3 separate regions of the Zea mays genome follow, and regions 1 and 3 are each linked to region 2. A link is a contact called in public Hi-C data. All regions are on one chromosome and are shown on one strand. The core of a region is the stretch at or near the end of the contact, and the rest is flanking DNA. Distances in the headings are between cores, read along the strand shown.

Region 1 (2,911 bases), core at 230-2,729, 190 kb before region 2:
GAAAATCATACGCAGCAAGCGAGCAGCGACATCACGCCTGGAATTCTTCCTCTCTAAGAGATCAAGAAACAGGTCCCTCTGGCCACAGTCACTGAGCGAATGGACCAACGAGACAGTGGCACAGAGCCACAGCCGAGCTTCATACCTGCCTGCTGATTTTGTCAATGACTTGATTATGGACTCAACATTGTGAAAAAGAGATCTCCTCCCTTCCACGACAACTGTATTAACACTGCCGCATTCTGCCGGCACTTGCAAAAAGAGTTGAACCATCTTCGGAGTGAAATTTCTCACCAGAAATCTGGAGCGAAAACAAGCAAAGAATCACACATGCTACGTAATGAACCAGGCTGAACTCGAAATACAGGGGGCACCACAGTAAAGGGCATGTGACTATTGGAAAACAAAAGTTAGTAGGCATGTATGCAGTTATAGGGCCTATTTGGGAGAGCTCAGCTTCACCAACTTCACCATAGATCAGCTTCACGGTGAAGTTGCTGAGGTTTTTAAAGTGTTTGGCTTGCAGACTAACTCTTGATCTATGGTGAAGTTGGTGAAGCTGAGCTATAAATCAGCTTCACAAAACATAGATCAGCTTCACAAATTTGAAGCTCAGCTTCACCAACTTCACCATAGACCAACTTCACGGTAAAGCTTCACAAACTTGAAGATTTAGTTAAAAAAGTCATTTGTACCCTTGATCGAAGTATTCACCATATGAGCTTGTTTTCTTCACAATGTTCTCATCAGTCTTAATTTAAAAAAAATAGATGATATTGCACCGACATTTTTAGAGGTAATTTTAATAGTATATTCATAGTTGGCGGTATTTATACATAAATATGACAAGCATCTTTGATTTCAAAAGGCGAGTGTTTGTTCTAAAATATCCACCAGTGTCCCTGTAAATTCAGACAAAATTCATATCTGATGCATACACATACAGGGTTGTACATGTACGAAGGAATTCACGTATACAAAGGAACAATATGCAAAGTGTTTGTATATGCGCACACAAAATCTATGGGCTGGTTGTAGACTCCTAAAATACTAACCGAATTGCTGCTAGAACCACCAGAAAGTGGAGGCAAGGTCTGGGAATACGAGCTCGCCGCCAGGGACTGAGTGCTGCCCGCCAGGGGCTGGGAGCCGTGGGCTGGCCGAAGCCGCTGCCACACCCGTCCCTTGCCTCCGCCCTCCACGCCGAGAGAGCCCTGCTCGGGGCGCCAGCGGAGCTCCAGAGGATCCACCGACCGCGCAGAAGGGAAGGCCACGAGCGGATCTATGTGATGCGAAATCGCCGCCACAACCGGTCGGGAAAGCCACGTTGTAGCCGGATCTCTGCGTTTGCGACTCCCCTTCGGCTCCGGCGTCCTCCGGTGGGCTTGCCCAGGGCGCCCGACGGCTAGGGTTTCCCAAGAGCCGTCAGAGCAGAGAGAAAATCGATCGAGATAGGAGGGCTTCGAGCGGAGAAAAAAAATGAACCAGTGGCAAAGGTGCACAACACTGAGCTATGGGAACGGTTTTCCACTAAGGTCTAACCATCGTATCATACAATTCTAATCTTTTACATAATAATGTTTGGTTTCTTTAGTCTAGAAACTAAAGTTTAGTTAGAGGATTAAAATTTAGTCCCTAACATGTTTGGTTCTAGGGGCTAAAATTAGTAAGAATATACTAAATAACTCATAAGAAGACTAAAATGACCTTTAACATTTTTCTGCTATTAGTACAATTGAATTAAATGAAGGGTAAATGTGGAATTAATATGATTTAGTCCCTTTTAGCACATGTGTGAATGACTAAAGACTAAATCATTTTAGTACATATTTTAGACCTAGTGTTTGGCAAAAAAAAAAGACTAAATGGGTCTAAAAAACTAGAGTCTAATCTTTAGTCCCTCTAACCAAACACCCCCTAAATACTGCCAATACACAATATGTACAGAGTCGTATAGAGACTCGCTCTTCATGAAAAGATTGTCTCTTAATTTTTTTATTTTCACTTAACCCCTAAGAGATCCCTCGTTTAATTGGATTGTACATGCCCTTATCCTCAACTTCACGTGAAGGTATAAAATTCCAATTCGTGAAGCACCTCTTGTCATCGTTTCGAAAACCGGGGGACAACAAGGTTTGTGTTGGGTGGGAGATGCTAGCGCGGACTCACTCCGAATGATGAATCGTTGGGACTCGAATGTGGAATTTGAGACAAATGGTTTATACTGGTCCAAGTTTGTGCCCTAGTCTAGTTTAGTGTTGATCGTTGTATTGCCTTGGAGCGTGTTAAAACTGTTGGTGTGTGGGAAGAAGGAGGGGCCCCTGCCTTTTTATAACTCAAGGGTAGGACCTTACAGTGTGGACTTGTATTCTCCTGGAGGGTGCCTGGTATGTTGCCTCTGAGTGACGTAGTTCTCCTGACATCGTCCGTAGGGTCGTGTTCAGTCATACTCCCGTTATGGCGTAACACTTCGTATGCATGGTATACGGGTCCCTATAGCAAGTCTCATGCTGATGTAGTGACCCCTACCAGGGATAGTTCTACTACGTGTTTTGGGGTCGTGCGTGGTGCAACTTTGTCTATCGTCATGAGCCTTGTGACACATTCCTGTATGCGTAGGCATACACCCGTTATGGTGTATTGTCCCATCTATTCCTATATGCGGGTAACTACAGAGACTCCGACACTGAGGTCCCCACAATCGGGGTTGAGTGGCCCCACAAGTCAGCGGGGACACGTCTGGGACCGTATGTGGGGGCCTGCAATCATGCCGATAGTGACCTCTTGGTGCGCCTACGGTATGTCGTGCCTGTGGTCCAGACGTAGTTTGGTGGAGAACCATCTTATTATGTTGATGTTCGTCGGTCGTACTGGGATTTTGCCTCCTCCTCGTCGAGTTGGTCGGCCAGGA
Region 2 (3,226 bases), core at 721-3,220:
GGCAACGGGAGTACGGGACTTGGGCAGTTGGGCTGGCTGTGGTCCGTGAAGTGGTTCCAAACTCCAGTGACCCCACATGTCGAGTTACTTTAACGGATATTCGGGTATTCAGATATGGATATTGATTGTTCGTACCTGTTTTAAAAATATCCACGGATACCAAATGCTACCCGTATCCGTGTCCACGGGTACAGGTTTGTACCCAAAACCGTGCCCAACGGGTTTTTTATCCGCGGGTACGTGGATAAATCACATCCATTGCCATCCCTAACAGCCGCATTCAATGCGCGTACCTACCCCACGCAAGGTTACAGGCGTACAATACAAGACGACTATGGTCTTGTCCAATACCAACAACATGATTACACACGCGCTACTGTGCACGCACGTCGCATGCCATCCCCTGACGGGATGTTTAATACAACAGAAGAGCGGACTAGCCCTCGGGCCCAAACTCCGCCTCGCCCAACGCCAAGCTCACCCTCAGATACCGCTTTCGCCTCGCTCGAGCTTGGCCTCGGCTACCTGCTATACCACGAATCCTGCAGGAAACCACTCCGTCGACTGTGGCACACATCAGTAAGGATTCAGCCATCACCTCGGGAAGACTTCCGCCTTGCCCGAACTCGGCTCCGATCTCGATATCTGCAGCCAAGGGCACCCCAATGTCATCAGATACAGAAGCGCTGACACATCCCGCAAGTGGCTTTTCTCCATAACTAAGCCCTATTACAACCACTACGATATGGGTAGCCCTCCCCTGAGGGCTCGGGCATAGAGCCAAACCCTCAGCCTTAGCCTCGGCTCTCAGCGGGAAACCAGCGAATTCAAGTGAACAACGAAGTACAAAGGCCTTGCTGTCTACAGGACGTGAAGACACCCTCCGCAGCAGGCAAGCAGCCTCATCTACAAAGACGTGCTCCCCTTAGGCATATAAATAGGGTAGTCTATGACCTCTCTAGGGGACAAGGCGAACACTTCGTAGCTTTCTCCTGGCATTCGATATTGGCACTTGTCTCAATCATTTCTAGGGACATATGATTTAGATTTTTTTTCATTTTCCATGGATTTTTTTTGAATAAGAGGAGTGATCAAAGTTGGGTTGAAAAAGTCAAACGAAATATATTTTAAAACAGAGGGAGTACTATTTTAGATAAGTTGAGTATTATAGATAAACCTAATCTGTTAGGGGGTTTTTGGGTTGAGGAATCCTTCTATCTAAAATGAGGTGGTGCATCATGGGTCAATTCTTCAAATTTGTTGGGATAAGTCTATTTCTCATATTAGTATTAACTAACTAACTAACTATGATGAATGAGTTGGTGATGGATCAATTCATTCCATTTCATAAACCAAACAAAAAAAGTGAGGAGCTAGAAGATGATGGACTAGCTCATTACTCAAACCAAACACTATATTATATAGTACTATTATGATGAAGAAGCCACTTTAAACCAGTATACCCCGTTTGTATGTAGATATTGGAGCACATGATTAGAAATTGGAATCAGATTTCTAGAATTTTATTATTTTGTTGTACATGAAATTGAGATTTGGAATCAGAGACCTAATTCCATAGAATTGGACTATAACTAGAAATTCCGTCTCCTAATACAGAGCACTACTCCTCTGTATTGAGTGGAATTGGACCACACAAATCCAAACTCTAATTCAATAACATCCAAACAATATATTTGAAATTATATCTCATTTCAGTATCATGTTTGATTTGTAATTGAACCCAATTCAATTTTCATGCTTTCCAACATCCACATTCAAACTGTAATAGCAAATAACCCAGCCGGGCTTGTCCAACGTTCACATATTCGGAGCGAACCCTATGGCCCACTTGTCGGCCATGTAACTCGGCTGTTTCGCACAGGCACGGCACTCGTTGGAAACTTGGAATGCCCTATCAGATCGCATCGCACCCAAAAATCAAGAGCCTGCTGGATTCAAACGGCTGATTCAAACGACCAGAGTCCGGACACTCACACTCCCCTGCTGCGCCTGCCGCCTGCGTTTCGGCCACCGCACTACTTCCCCAATCCCCTTGATATCGCCCACCCGCGCTCGCCGCCGCCGCTGGGCGGCGATGGAAACCCTAATGGTAGACCGCGTCCACAGTAGCCTCCGCCTCTTCATGTACCGCAACGCCATATTCCTCTGCGAGCGCCTCTGCGCACAGTTCCCCTCCGAGGTAGCCCCCTTTTATCCATGTTCCTTAACGAGGCTAGTACGTCTCGATTCGGTGTATTGCGCGTGGGAATGGTACATCTGGGGGTCGGATCAGGCGTGTGGCAGTGATTTGAGCGCGGGGCTCACCTCCGTTGTTTAGTTCGATTCAGTAGTCTTCTGTCGTTTTTTTTGAAGTGTCTAGGGTTGCATTAGGAGTAGAGTAGCAGAGTGGTGAGCTTTTGGTCTGTAGCTTATCTAGGCTTGAATTAGAACAGCTCTCTATAGCTGGTGTAGGGAACTGGAGTATCCCGCGTGATTCATCTAGGGTTCATAGTGAACTTTTACTGGAGAGGGTGATTTTCTGCCTAAATTTTTGAGGCAATTTCACAGGTAAAAGCTCTACTGGTGTTTATGCATAATGGGCATTGGTTACAGTAACGTGTATGCCTGTGAGTTCTTTTCCTTGTCAGAACCTTGGGGTGACAATATTTATAGCCCATTAGGTATTCAGTTGCTTGAATTCTATGTTCTTACAGGACATGCTCACCCACTTTCTTTTCTAACCTTATAATTACTTGAGGGTGTGGGTTTTAATTTTAATTTTGGTTCTTGACGTGGTTCATGGGTCTTCATGTGGGATGAAGTTCAGGAATTTGAATGCATGGTTTTGTGTTTTAGTTTTTATTTAGGTTCTTGATGTGGATCATAGGTCTTCATGTGGGATGAAAGTCGACATAACTTGAATGCATGTTTAGTGTGTATGAGACTATGCATTCAATTTCTTAGCAGATGACCTCACTGATTAACCTGAATCTGTGCCTGCTTTACAATGCTTTCTTTTCAATTAGTAATTCTTGCTCACAAAAAATCTTAGTTTATTTTTTTTAATTTTAAGTCCATTTGCAACATAGTTGTGGGCACTAAATGTTCTTGCTCTACCTCCTCTGCACAGACCAATGTGCAATTGCTAGCAACCTGCTACCTACACAACAATCAGCCATATGCTGCATATCACGTTTTGAAAGGTAAGTTTGGATGGTTATATGCT
Region 3 (3,198 bases), core at 475-2,974, 220 kb after region 2:
ATGCGAGTAAGCAGAAGCAAGAACCATATCACCTGCTATACTAGCAGAGATGATTTGTGCTGTGATGTCCTTGTTGGTCTAAGGAGGTCTAGTTAAGAGGTACAATATTATGCCACTGGAGCTCAAGTACCATAGTAATAAGCAGAAACCAGATGATTAAAGAACAAAGAAAACAAATGATGAAGGAATCAAAGGATACAAATCGCACAACAAATCTGTATTTGGGTGTATTGTACTTGTTTTTGTCTTGGTTAATCAGCCTTATCCTGGCCCTGTAGTCTGTCTTGCCAGCTGCAAACAAGGTCAATAGAAAAAGGCTTTCAATCAAACAGGAAATAAAAATGATAGTAATGCAAACATCAAAAGAGCAGACAAAACATACCGCGCCTTCTCTTGAACTTCACCTGGAAACGCTTGAAGTACGCATTGGTCTTGTGGGTCTTGACAAAACCCCCCTGGGGAGATAACCGAAAGGTACACAAATAGTTAAACGCACAGGTAAGGTTGAGCATGAATTCTGTCAAGTATGCATACAACAGACTTCACTAAGTTGTCAACCAAAAACTATTCAGTAAGTGTCATACTCAAACAAAGCTGCAAATGCATATTTATCAAGAGTCACAGCTGAGTCAATAATATAGATGCAGTACATATGGCGAGAACATTCTACCAATAGTCCAATACTTGTCAAGGAACCGTGACACCAAATTAAGATAGCTCTCATGACACATCAACATCAATAGAAAGAATCCGCAAAATTTTGCAGAGGCATAAAAACAGTTATATCCATTATAGTGTACAGATCTAGTAAACATAACAGAGTTTTTTTCCAGAACAATTGAAACCTTTCAAGAAATGGAGAATCGTAATCCCTGGAAAGATTAAGAAACGACCAAATGACAGACTTTCAACAATAGATCCTCGCGTGAACATACAATCACAAATACGCTATATAGCAGATGCAATAACTGATAAACTAAACGACTATAGCCACGAACAGTAGGCCACTTAGTCAATTGGGCAGAAGGGTCCGGAGCCCTCCCTTCGATCAAACATTTTTTGGTCGACATCCAAAAAAATAATACCGAAAGGCCCATCCAATATACTTCTTCTACCTAAACGTCGATCCGAGCACGAATCGCTCGGTGCCACAAGTGTAGCCTTCCTCCAGCCAGCATGCTGACCCATCACCGCGCTAACTGAACGCGGCGGCTACTTACGCCCTTGCCACTCCAGTCCCTCCACTAGTGAAGAAATCTACCCAAGTAAACGCTAGTTGCACAATCACAGGCGCAGCAATCGAACGAATAAGCAGAATGATAGCGGAAGAGCCCGTGATCTTACCATCTCAGTCTCCTGCGGTGGCTATGGACACTGCAGCGGCGGCGGCTTCACCTGTCGGGCTAGAGGTGGGAGCAGCGACAGAAGGGAAGGGTTTATAGGGGCGCCTCCTCCGGGCCTTTTAACTCTGGGGAAACCCTAGCCGGTGGACGGGCCGATAGCGTCTTGTCGCTGGGATGGATGGCCAGGATCGGTTCGAGCGTGCTGCTGGGACAAATGGGCCTCCCGTCGGTGTTGGTGGGCTAGAATGGTAGAGATGTTCGGTGAGTGATGAGTTCATGAATTGATGGGCCTGTTTTTTTTTTTTGTACTGGAGCAGCATCCGCTGTATTGTTTGGCCACTCTGACGAGTTTTGTTCTCCAAAATTTGGAATTCCAATAGTATCTATGCTGGTACCTTGGATTCGTCTTTACTCTTTACACTCTGCTAGATGATGTTTTTTTTCGTCTTGGAATTTATTGTTCACCCTGGCAGCAAAAATGAGGGCTGAACGGTAGAGCTCGTGACTAGTACAGGACTACCCTACAGGCTACAGTCCACCTTCAAGTCAAGCAACATTTAGAGGTAAAAGGGTGGAGTCAAGAAAGTTTTGTTGTAAGATTCGCTACACTCAAACTAACACATTTGCATAGATGACAGCCCAAAAATACATGGTGAATCTGAAAGGAGCAGCAACATAGCCCTGTCATGCCATTCTAGCTCTATATACCTTAGCAACCAGCGGCACCGGTGCCCAACAAAAACGCTCGTAGGCTGTAGCCGCAGCTGCTGCCGCTGGTTGAGTAGGAGAAGAAACACTGTTCCTGTGTACTGCTTCAGCTGATAAAAAAAAGGAGGAATGTCGTAGCAAGCCTCACACTGATCAACTGCAACTTGGAGACCCTAATAGATTGTTTGTCGTAGCAAACCTCTCATATCAATATATCAAACACTTTATACTTCTACATTCTACATGGTATCATACTAGATTTAGGATTAGGGTTTCCCCAACCCACAACAGGCGCCACCCACCCCCATAGCCAGCCACTGTCTTCCTAGCTGCTACCCCCGGGAGACTCAACCCTCCCTCCTGGGGGCAGGGGGCAGCTTCCCTTCCCCTCCGTAGGCCAAGCCTTCCCTGGCCGCCAAGCCCTGTGCCCCTACTCTCCCACCCGCTGAATCCGCGCCGGAGACCCTTGCGGTGCCACCCGCCGTCCACACGCGCGCTCGTGCCTCGCGGTGCACGCCCGCGCCGTCGGCTGCCTACCCTGCGCGCGTCCGCGTCCACGCGCTCGTGAGCCCGTGTCGCGCTCTCCTCGATGTGCGTGCGCCCGCGGCTCGGCGTTGCCCCGACGACCGCCCTCCTTAGGCTTGCTCGCTCTCAAGTGGAGTGGTGGCGGTGGGCGGGCTCGCCTGCTTGCGGCTGCGGCTGCCCTCAGCCGCGCGCCCACCCCACCCCCCCTCTCGGTCACGATCGCAGCTACAGCCGCTCGTGTCGATGGGCGCGCCACCCCCTCCCAACAGTGCGGCCACCCCTCACCTCCAACCTGGTGGCGCGACGACCCCTCCCTGCCGGCAACCTCTGCTCGCCTGCCTAGATCCAACCACGGCGCTGCTCGTGGGCCCAGATTCGTCGCGGGGCACGCTTCTTTGCCCTACTGCCGCTGCAGCGGGCGTGGGCGACCTTGCCGCGACAACCTGTGGTGTGGGTGGCCTCGCCACCACCGCAGCAGGCGCCCACGACAGTGGCTCTCTCTCTCCTTCTATGTTGTTGACTCCTCGTCCATGGCCGAGTAGGGCCCTGCGCTGCTCACCCCTCCCTCCTAAGGCTCTACAGCGCCGCCCGGATCCACGCAGCCGCCGCGTCCAGGGCTGGC

Evidence for each region. A called contact is a pair of places that touch in the nucleus more often than the background predicts.
Region 1: a Hi-C map of leaf shows a contact between it and region 2, with 4 times the contacts expected there. The contact joins the promoter of LOC100278343 here to the promoter of LOC100192791 in region 2. A contact is called at or near these places in 10 of 25 Hi-C or Micro-C datasets (bundle sheath, ear, endosperm and 4 more) and 2 of 3 datasets of contacts at active chromatin or transcription factors (leaf and seedling).
Region 3: a contact with region 2 is called in a Hi-C map of endosperm, with 2.9 times the contacts expected there. The contact joins the promoter of LOC103650892 here to the promoter of LOC100192791 in region 2. A contact is called at or near these places in 6 of 25 Hi-C or Micro-C datasets (ear, endosperm, leaf and 1 more).

The regions. Positions count from the first base shown.
Region 1 is chr3:172,427,668-172,430,578 of Zm-B73-REFERENCE-NAM-5.0, forward strand. It overlaps LOC100278343, which reads right to left and starts at 1,480. Exons shown (of 5, transcript NR_158670.1): 1 at 1,056-1,480; 2 at 1-301.
Region 2 is chr3:172,619,739-172,622,964 of Zm-B73-REFERENCE-NAM-5.0, forward strand. LOC100192791 reads left to right here and starts at 1,971. Exons shown (of 16, transcript NM_001358555.1): 1 at 1,971-2,200; 2 at 3,131-3,203. The coding sequence starts at 2,096.
Region 3 is chr3:172,841,769-172,844,966 of Zm-B73-REFERENCE-NAM-5.0, forward strand. It overlaps LOC103650892 (60S ribosomal protein L5-1), which reads right to left and starts at 1,725. Exons shown (of 9, transcript XM_008676480.3): 1 at 1,345-1,725; 2 at 383-455; 3 at 200-291; 4 at 1-78. The coding sequence starts at 1,347.